Regions from separate parts of the Mus musculus genome. Here region 2 is linked to region 1. The links are chromatin contacts, called in public HiChIP or PLAC-seq maps. All regions are on one chromosome and are shown on one strand. The core of a region is the stretch at or near the end of the contact, and the rest is flanking DNA. Distances in the headings are between cores, read along the strand shown. Region 1 holds the start of Eno1 (enolase 1, alpha non-neuron). Region 2 overlaps Rere (arginine glutamic acid dipeptide (RE) repeats).

Region 1 (4,724 bases), core at 1,615-4,114:
GCTCTATAGCCAAGGGTGGCTTTGAACTCCTGATCCTTCCAATTCTGCTTCCCAATTGCTGTGATTACAGGTTTGTGCCACCATCCCCGAGTTATTCCATGGCTTTTGTGTGTGCTGCAGAGGTACTCTACCAGCTAAGCTACATGGCCAGCCCTAGGTCCACTTCCCCAAAGAGGTATGTCACATTCTCAGTTGACTAGAGGTTTCAGCCAGGTGGGTCACAGGACTTATACTGGTCTTTCAGTCTAGTGTCCAGCTGCAGACACCCTGCAGTGCTTTCAAGTCTGACATTCTATAGTCTTGGTAATTTATTTCCTCTCCCCGTGCCTTTGATCTGCCACTGCCATACAACTGCCCAACTAGCTACTGCCAGTGAGAAATGACAACTGAATGCCTGTAATGAGGTAAATGGCCCTGTGCTGACTGCAGATGACTGTGAGCAGGGCCTGAAACAGAACCATGGAGACAGAGTGCGTGTGGCAGGGCAAGGCTTGTGGAAAAAGATTCCTGTTAGAGCCACAGTTTGAGGTTGAAATGCTGGCTCGGGACACTGTGTGGATACCTCCAGAAAGCTGGCAACAGCAGCTGCCTGAGAGAATGTTCCACTGTAGATTCTTGCCTGATTCACTGGGTCTAGCAGACAGCTGTTTAATTCTATCTTTATCTCCCCGGCTGTTTTAGTGTAAAATGAGGAGGTTGTCCAGAGCCCTCTCAGTGCCACGGTCTTAGATGCACACAGAAAAGAAGAGTTCAGAGTGTATGATTTCTCGAGGTTCTTATAAAACTTGGGAGAGGGCTTTTGGTTTAGTTGCTGAGTCATGGGACTAGAGATAATTGGTTTATGCAGCCAACACAGGTTCGTGTATTGCTGGGGAAGTCTCATTTTACAATCTCCTTGATGTTTCTTTGTTTAATTTGATCCCAAAGATCTTCTTTAGCAATGGAAACTGTTTCCTGTACTAACACCTTGGACACAATAACCCTTCGTTTTCCCCAGTGCCTTGGAAACCTTGGTTAGGAGCTGCCTGGAGCAAAATGCTAAGGGTTAAGCAGCTTCCTCTAGCTGACTAGAAGATATAATAACCAGTTAAGAACACAATGCAGTCTCTTTATGAAAGACAACAGAGAAAAGATAGAAACATAGGACGTTAACTCCCAGACTCACAACCCAAGAGAAACGTGGGAGAAAATACAACAGAAAGTGATGTGTTCCCTTCAGTTCTATAGTGAAGTGTGTGCACGGCAGGAGTTGAAAGCCGATTTCTGTAGTGTTTGAGATGAGATCGGGTCCCTAGGCAGCTCAAGTTTGTCTCGATTTGATGGCTACTTTTTTTCTTTTGATTAGTATTACACATTGTGGTTGGGGATGGAGGTCAGAGGACAGCTTGATCAGGTGTGACTGACTGCAGGTGCCTTTGCCCCTGAGCCATCTCGTGGGTTCCAAGATAGGGTTTTGTTTGTCTGTCTTATTTTAAAATATTGTTTGGTTTTGGGTTTGTTTGTTTGGTTTTTTTTGGACAGGGTTTCTCCTTGTAACTTATCTGTTCAGGAACTAGCTCTGTAGATTAAAGGCTCACATTAGCACTGACTGGCTAGCTATCATCACTTTTATTTTTTCTCTTTTCTTCATTTCTTTCTTTTTCTCTTTTCTTTTCTTTTCTTTCTTTCTTTCTTTCTTTCTTTCTTTCTTTCTCTTTCTTTTTTTTTTTTTTTTGACAAGGTCTCATCACTATGCCCCATCTGAATTAGAATTCACTATGTAGACCAGGCAGGCCTTGAACTCAGAAATCCGCCTGCCTCTGCCTACCCACAGCTGTGGTTAAACACCAGCTTTATTTTCTTCATCAGAAGGGTGAAATGGCTCCACCCTGCGCTTCCGGACGTTTGTCACATCATTGTGGAATATTACTAGTCTAGACTTTTGAGAAATGCGTCGGGACGACTTGAGTATGAGTCTCAAGAACTGGTAGGTCAAGAACATCGAGGCCACAAGCAGGGGAAAGAAGTATTAGATCTTTAAACAAAGGAACATTAACATGGATGAAGAATAAATCCACACTGAGCTAGTACACCAGAGAAGTAAGGAAAGTTCTAAAGTAGGGTGGAGTGGCTGGGTGGGTGTAGCACAAAGGTACTGCCTTATTAGCGTGAGCTGGACAGTAGGATTCGGTACCCTCCACACAGTAACAAATGATTAGGTAATATTAAGGGAAAGGTCACTTTCCCTTGGCTACCTCGGCCTGAGACTCACTACAGCAAGGACAAAAGGACGGGGTCACCTTGGCAGATGGCACCAGAGAGCCAGGACCAGCGGCGAGGGCGCTCAGTGCGCAGGCGCAGTATCCATGCATTTCCCCCTCATCCCCCCCACCCCCACCCAATTCCACGCGGGAGTGAGGCCCTCTGGCCGCGCATCAACGTTTCCACACCGCCGGGGGCTCCAGAACCTCCCGGTGGGGGGTTGGCCGGCTGGAGGGCCGAGCCGCGAAGGTCATCAGCAAGGTCGTGGGCCGGACGTGTGGCGCCGCAGCCACGCCGAGTGCGTGTGAGACTCGGAGTACGTGCGGCGGGCTCAAGCCCTCATGCCCGCCGCGCAGCCCAGCCCCGCCCCGCCCCGCATCCGGGCTCCGTAGACCCTCGGCCGGGCCCCAGGTTCCCAGCCGGAGGCTCGCCAGGCATTCCAGCTATGCCCCAAGCAGGCTAGGCCCAGAAAGGCAGGACAACCCCCGCCCCCGTGCCCTCGCCCCTAGTCTGGGCAGGCCGAGCGGCCGCCTCGGTCACGCTCTTCTATTGGAGTGATGGCACGCTGAGCCAATGGGGAGGCGGCGCGGAGGGAGGGCGGGCCCGAAAGGGGAGAACTGGGCGGGGCTTAACGAGCAGGAAAGGAAGACAGAGTGGGAGGCGCTTAGTGCTGCTCCGGTACAGGGTCGCGCTCGCGTCTGTCCTTAAGGCTCTCCTCGGTGTCCACGGCACCCTCTTTCCTTGCTTTGCAGCGATCCTACTGCCAGGTATGGTCCTTGTCTCCACCGGGGTCAGCTCTCCTACTAGCTTCGCTTGGGGACCCGGTGGGCACGTGCACCCACTAGCCTGGGCGGGAGCCGCTATCCGGGGAGCACTCGGGTCAGCCTCGTGGAAGGACGCAGGCTCTTGGAGGGTGGAGGTGTGAGCCCCACCAGTGATCACCGAGTTTCAGGGTTGCAATGTAACCGGGTTCCCAAGCAGACAACAGCAAATGCAGACCACGGATGATCGCGGCCGTGGAGAATAGAAAAGTACTTTCTGTGTAGTTAAGTGGAAGGTTTCAGAGGGAGGGAGAGCAACTTAAACCCCCGATGCTCATTAAATCCTTTCTCAGAATGGAAGGGCCAGAAATAAGGATGCCCAAGAGGCAGAGCGCCACACCCTAGTAGATCCTGCTGGGGCTGTAGCTCCTGGACCGCAATCGAGCGTCACTGGGCGGGAGTGGTCCAGCCCATCTCTGCTGTGGAATATTCCTGACCTGTGAGTGTCGGTTAGGTACTAAGAGTAGAGGAAATTGCAGCAGTCCCGTTGGATAATTGGGAAGCCCTCAGGAGACCTCGACGCAATTAGGCAAGAGCTACAGGTTTCCTGGGTGGCTACTAGCCGGCCGTGAACTGACTTAAGATGCATTTAAGAAAACTTCCTGTTCGTTCTGGCCTAGGCAGTGTGGTTCCTTGGCTGACTCGCTTTCGGGATAGACCACAGCTAGTCTGCTGATTAGCCTGACCGATAGGTCCACTTTTCTGCCCTTGGTCTGGCGTTCAATCCAGATAAAGACAGAGTGGGTGAGATTTTCTTCCTTTGGTTAAATACGTTTGCTGCCTAGCCTAAAGATCCAAGCTAGATAAAAAGGGTGGAGGGAGGGATCAACTCCTACAAGTTGTAAGGTCTTTGCAGAGCAAAGTGTGGCACGTGGGTGCTCCTCCGCCCCCATAAAGGAACCAGCCATGGAGATGCACACATGAAAGTGTAGCGCTAGGGATGCTGAGGCTGGAGGATCACTGAGTTCTGGTCAGTCTGGCATTCATAGAATCGGGCGAGTAAGAGAGAAGACAAAAGAGTATGGTTGAGGAATAGTAAGGTTTTGTAACATGGTAGGTAAAAAGTAGATACTTTATTCTTGGTGAGTGTACAAAGATCCTTTGTCTTAGAGAAGACAAAACCACAGAAGTAACTTCTGTGGAAAAAAAAGCTGCCTTTGCTTCAGTGCTTGCCACAAAAGATGTGAGGAACCTAGTTAGATAATAATAGCCTCTGAATGCTGTATTGTCTTCATGTCTCATCCAGTTTAGCTACAGAATCTATTTGGTTTCTTTCTTGGAAAGCCTGCTGGGGAAGAAGTAAGAAAGGGACTTGCAGTTTGTTGCCAAATATCCTCTTCCTCTCAGGATGTTTTTCTAATTAAACATCTACTTTGAATACCTTTTAAAAGCGAGACAAGGTGCCCTTTTGAAATGTACTAACCAGAAGTCCTAGCTCTTGCCTAAATATGGCGGAGATTGAACCCAGGACCTCCCACGTGCTAGCCAGCATGGCCACCAGGCCAAGAATGGCAGGATCATTGACCACAGGCCAAGGAGTTTGGGGTTCTGGCCTCCTGCCTCACACTTTCTTACTGGTTATCAAATCTGTGTCAGCTGAATATTCTGCTCTTGTCATGGGTGCAATTTGATGAATTAGGGTTTCTCTTTTTCCCACAATTA
Region 2 (4,724 bases), core at 604-3,103, 110 kb after region 1:
TTTTTTCCTTAGCCTCCTGTATACCTGCAATTACATGTATGTGCCAATAGGCCTGATCTTTCCCTCAGAGTCTTAAAGGTGTGTGGTGTGTATATTCCAGGGAATTCTAGTCCATGCATCATTGTTGTTATTACTGTTTTCTTCCTCTTCTCCCCCTCCCCTCCCCTCCCTTTCCCCCTCCCCCTCATCCCCCCTTCGTCCCCCCCCCCCTTCTTCTTTGGATTGAACTTAGAGCCTTGCACAGCATATAAGGCAAGTGTTTTAAGCATTGAAGTATGTCTTTAGCCATTTATAAATTTTATTTCGGGATAGAGTTTTGTTAAACTGTTCACTTTGATCTTTGCATGCAGTCTAGGCTGTCTTCAAACTTGTGTTCCTGCTCCCTCATGTACTTTTGAGTCATCTGAGTAAGCCATCAAGTCTGTCTGGAAAGAACTGTTTTCAAGTCTAAATGAGCCTTTAAAAATTATTATATACATTTATTTATTTAGAAAATACACATAAACACAGAGAGAGAGAGAGAGAGAGAGAGAGAGGATGATTTGTTTTTTTTCCTTAAAAAAAATGGTTGTAACTCTTTTAGGTCAAAGCTCTGTTCAGTCTAATAACAAGCCTAACCACAGGTAGAAAATGATGGCAGTCAAAAGACAGCTGGTGGGAGTCAATTCTCTCCTTATCCCATGTGTCCCAAGGGATCTACCTTAGGTCATCAGGTTTGGTGGCAAGTGCATTTACCATCATTCCAGCCTCTAAATGAGTTTTTGTCTGTGTGTGTGTGTGTGTGTGTGTGTGTGTGTATGCAGCATGTATATGGAGGCCGGAAGAGAGTGTTGCCTCCCTTGCAGCTGTTGTTGCAGGCTCTTGTGATCTGCCTTGACATAGGTGCTTAGAACCAAATTTAGGTCTTTTAGAAGAGCAGAAATTACTTTAATCAGTGGCCCAGCTCTCTAGCCCCATATGCTTTAGTTTTTTGTGATAGAATTTTACATAGCTCTGGCTGGCTTTGAACTCTTGATTCTTCTGTCTCGATTCTCTTACGTGCTGGGATTGTTGACTTGTGCCATCAGGACTGGCTAAAACAAAGCTATTCAGTTGCATTTATTAGCTGTATCGAATTCCAGTTTATCACTCTTGCTGGGAAGCCTGCCTGTTAAAGCACACTAATATCTGCAGATTCCTGTACAAGCACAGGCAGGGCAGATGAGCAGACTGAGAGGCCGCTTAGGGGCTCCACAGGGAGCTCAGCTGAGTGCCTGTGCCCCTGCCTGTCACCCAGTCCCTGTGGTTAAATTAAATTGTTGTTGGACCTATAACAGGTACAGCCATTTCTTTGGAAAGAAACCGATTAAGAGTTCAAATGATAATCCTATGTGGGGCTGGTGTTACGAGCTCTGGCTGCTCTTCTGAAGGACCCACATGGCAGCTCACAAGTGTCTGAGGCTCCAGTTCCAGTGGACTTGTCACCTTCACACAGACACACATGCAGGCAAGGAATAATAATAATAATAATAATAATAATAATAATAATAATAATAATAATAATAACAACCCAGTAAATTTTGTTTTAAAACGGCCATCCTGTGCATTAGCTTTGGTTATGGGCATTAGCTCACAGCTTCCGGACGCTGTCCAGGTCAGCCCGCTTCTGGTCTTTTCCCACACCGTAAGCACAGGAAGCACATAAGGTAACTGTCCGTTACTCCTCCTCCTCCTCCTCCTCCTCCTCCTCCTCCTCCTCCTCCTCCTCCTCCTCCTCCCTCTCCACACTTCCTCCTCTCTTGGTGAGGGCCTCATGCCCCTTGACCCTTCTCTATTCACTTTTTCTTAGAAGGGGTGAAAAGGGAAGTTGATTGAAGGCTTTTACAGAAAGGAAGTTGAGTAGTCATTATATAATGTCTACAAATAGAAAGCCTTTCATGAAAGGGACATAGAGTAAATATTTTGGGCTTTGCTGGCTCTGTTGTATACATTCCACTTTCCAATTCCACGCTGCCTCTTTGTTTTTCATGAGAGGATTTCTCTGTATAACAGCACTGGGTGTCCTAGAACTCACTTTGTAGTCTAGATTGGCCTCAGACTCATAGAGATGCCTTGCCCCTGCCTCCTGAGTGCTGGGATTAAAGGTGTGTGCCACCACTGCCTAGCCACCTTCCCCTGCCCTCTTTTATTTTTAAAGATTTAATTTATTTTATATGTTTTAGTGTTTTGCCTGGATGTATCTGTACCATGTGCATGCCTGAGGAGATTAGAAGAGGGTAGCAGATTCCCTGGAACTGGTATTAACGATGGTTGTAAGCTACCTTGTGGGGTGCTCAGAATCAAATAGAGGTCCTCTGTAAGAGTTGTAAGTGCTCTTAATGGCTTAGCCATCTCTCAAGCCTCCTTTAACCTTGTCTATGACATACAAAAGTTGACATAAGCAAATAAGTAAATGAACAGACACGAACATTTTCAATAAAAATTTACCTATGAACATTGACATTTGAATTTTCTGTGCCATAAAATATTTTTTCCTTTTTAAATTCACGCTCACAATTATTTGTATATAGAGAAACCATCATAGCCCACCGTCTACTTCTGTACAGCCTATATAAACTATGATGGTTTCTGTATTTACCCAGAAGTGACAACTTCAGCTTATGCATATAAATTGGGTTGCTTTTGTTACCATAAAGAATGAATGTACTTGTTAGTATAATAGATGATTTTTTTTTTTTTTTTATTGTGTGCTGCTCAGGATCAAATACAGGGCCTTTTGACTGCTTGACCCGTGCCCTGCCACTGAGTGTATCTCCAATTAAGAACAGTTTCTGATGGTAACTTTTCGGTTCACAGGTAGAATACTTGGTGGTAACAAGATTAAAACTCGTTTTCCGAGGCTTGGGAAGATTGCTTAGTGGATAAGAGCACTGCCTGCTCGTCTAGGTTCTGTTCCCTGAGCCCACACGATGCTTTACATCATGGTAACTTAAGTTGTATAGGACCTAATGTCTTCTGGCCTTCACAGGCACCAGGCATGAAGTAATCACTCATACATACTACAAAATAAAATAATAAAAGATGAACAAATATAGTTAGTAAAATATAAAGCTACTTTTCTGTGTCAGACTGGCACTTTGGCCGAGGCTTAGAGCAGACTCTTTGGAACAAGTTGAGGAGCCCATTGCAGCTCTGCAGGGTGATTTGCCATCAGCACATCGTTGCCGGGAAGATGGGCTCCAGGCTGGAAACAAAACATGATTCTCTTTCAGGATGTTCTGTTATGTTGGTTTGTGTAGTGTAGTAATAGAAGTCTCCCAGAACTGGAAAGCAGGTTGTCTCAAATTTTTATGTGTTCTCAGAAATAAAGCCTTTTTATTTGAAAGAGCCAAACTGTCCTTTATAGGAAGAGTGACTTTTCTTCCTGGGTTTCATCTTAAACCACAGCCTACTCTTTAGACTTTGTTGGCACCAAGTGCTTCATGGCAGCCGCCTTGCTTTACTTAAGAGTAGGCAGTTACTTTATTTAAATAACGGTTACTTCTGTTGATCCTGGCTATGACAAAAACCAGTTCCTCCAGTATAGTCTGGGTTAATGGAGCTTTAAGTCATTTGGCTATGAAAGTAGTTTAATCAAAGTGAACTCTTATTTAGTAGTATCATGAAACATACTTAATGGAGTGGTGGAGGAGGAGGCAGAAACTGGTTGGTACTTAAAGCTCCCCCAAGCCCCTTTAGATTCACTCTTCCTCAACTTGAAAGCTCACTCACCTCCTTAGGTTGTTTCTGTGCTGTCCTTAGGCGCGAGAACACAGAGTCCGTGTAATTTATGCGGAGCTGCAGGCAGTACCACTGCTGCCTTCTTCTGGGGAAAATCCCTTTCAGGCCCTGAATTGTTCATTCATTGTTATTGCTAACCCAAGGCTAAGGTTGCTAGGTTTTCTTCTTCTGAGTTGTCTTTTTGTAGTTTTATTTGCTGTTCTCCTCCGTTTTGATAATGGATAGCTTAATTTGATCATTAGGATAATTTAATGTAGTGTTTTCAGGATTTGATGGCCCTAAGTGCAGATCAACATTCCTTACTTAGCACCCTGCCTTTTATCTAATGAAAACTCTAGTTGGCTTGTGATAGGTAGGTAAAGGGTCAAAGATGGAAGCCTCTATTGACTGATAATTTGAGTTATTATGCCAGATAGCCTTTTGTTTTGGCATGCAGGGCCAATTTAAATCCTGGTTGTGCGGTTAGGTAGCTGCATCGACCAGAGGTGGTTTAACACCATTGCCTCTTTGTTTGCTCACTGACACATGGATATAATGCGAGTATTCACCTAGAGGAGTATGGTTCTATATGTAAAATTCTTTAAGAATTTATTTATTATTTGTGTGTATATACAAGTGCCTTCTCCATGATTTTATGTGTATTGTGTGTGTGCAGGTGCCAGCATATACTAGAAATGTCAGATCCCTGGAACTTGATATACAGGTTATGTGCTAGCTGCCATATAGGTGGTGGGTGCCAATCCAGGGCCTCTGCAAGAACAGCACATACTTTTAATCAATGAGCCATCTCTCAAGCCCCTATATGTGAAGCTCTTAGATAGCAATATTTTCTTTTTCTTTTTTCTTTTGTTTTGTTGTTGTTTTTTTGTTTTGTTTTTGTTTTACAAGACAGGATTTCTCTGTGTAGCCCTGGCTGTCCTGGAACTCACTCTGTAGACCAGGCTGGCCTCAAACTCAGAGATCCA

Evidence for each region. HiChIP or PLAC-seq counts read pairs in DNA pulled down with a chosen protein or histone mark.
Region 2: an H3K4me3 HiChIP or PLAC-seq map of bone marrow-derived macrophages shows a contact between it and region 1, with 2.2 times the contacts expected there. The contact joins the enhancer-like site here to the promoter of Eno1 in region 1. A contact is called at or near these places in 1 of 15 datasets of contacts at CTCF or cohesin (the NIH/3T3 cell line), 5 of 115 datasets of contacts at active chromatin or transcription factors (the SCID.adh cell line, bone marrow-derived macrophages and embryonic stem cells) and 3 of 9 other capture datasets (adipose tissue, liver and pancreatic islet).

Annotation. Positions count from the first base shown.
Region 1 is chr4:150,234,333-150,239,056 of GRCm38.p6, forward strand. It overlaps Eno1 (enolase 1, alpha non-neuron), which reads left to right and starts at 2,865. Exons shown (of 12, transcript NM_023119.2): 1 at 2,865-3,008.
Region 2 is chr4:150,348,073-150,352,796 of GRCm38.p6, forward strand. All of the region lies in intron 1 of Rere (arginine glutamic acid dipeptide (RE) repeats), which reads left to right. Among named protein-coding and RNA genes, the nearest start is that of Rere, 69 kb to the left of the region's middle. Within about 2 kb of position 1,854, at least 33 of the 459 cell types and tissues checked have an H3K27ac peak or open chromatin away from gene starts, as enhancers often do. A contact at or near this core is called in bone marrow-derived macrophages, where this site is marked.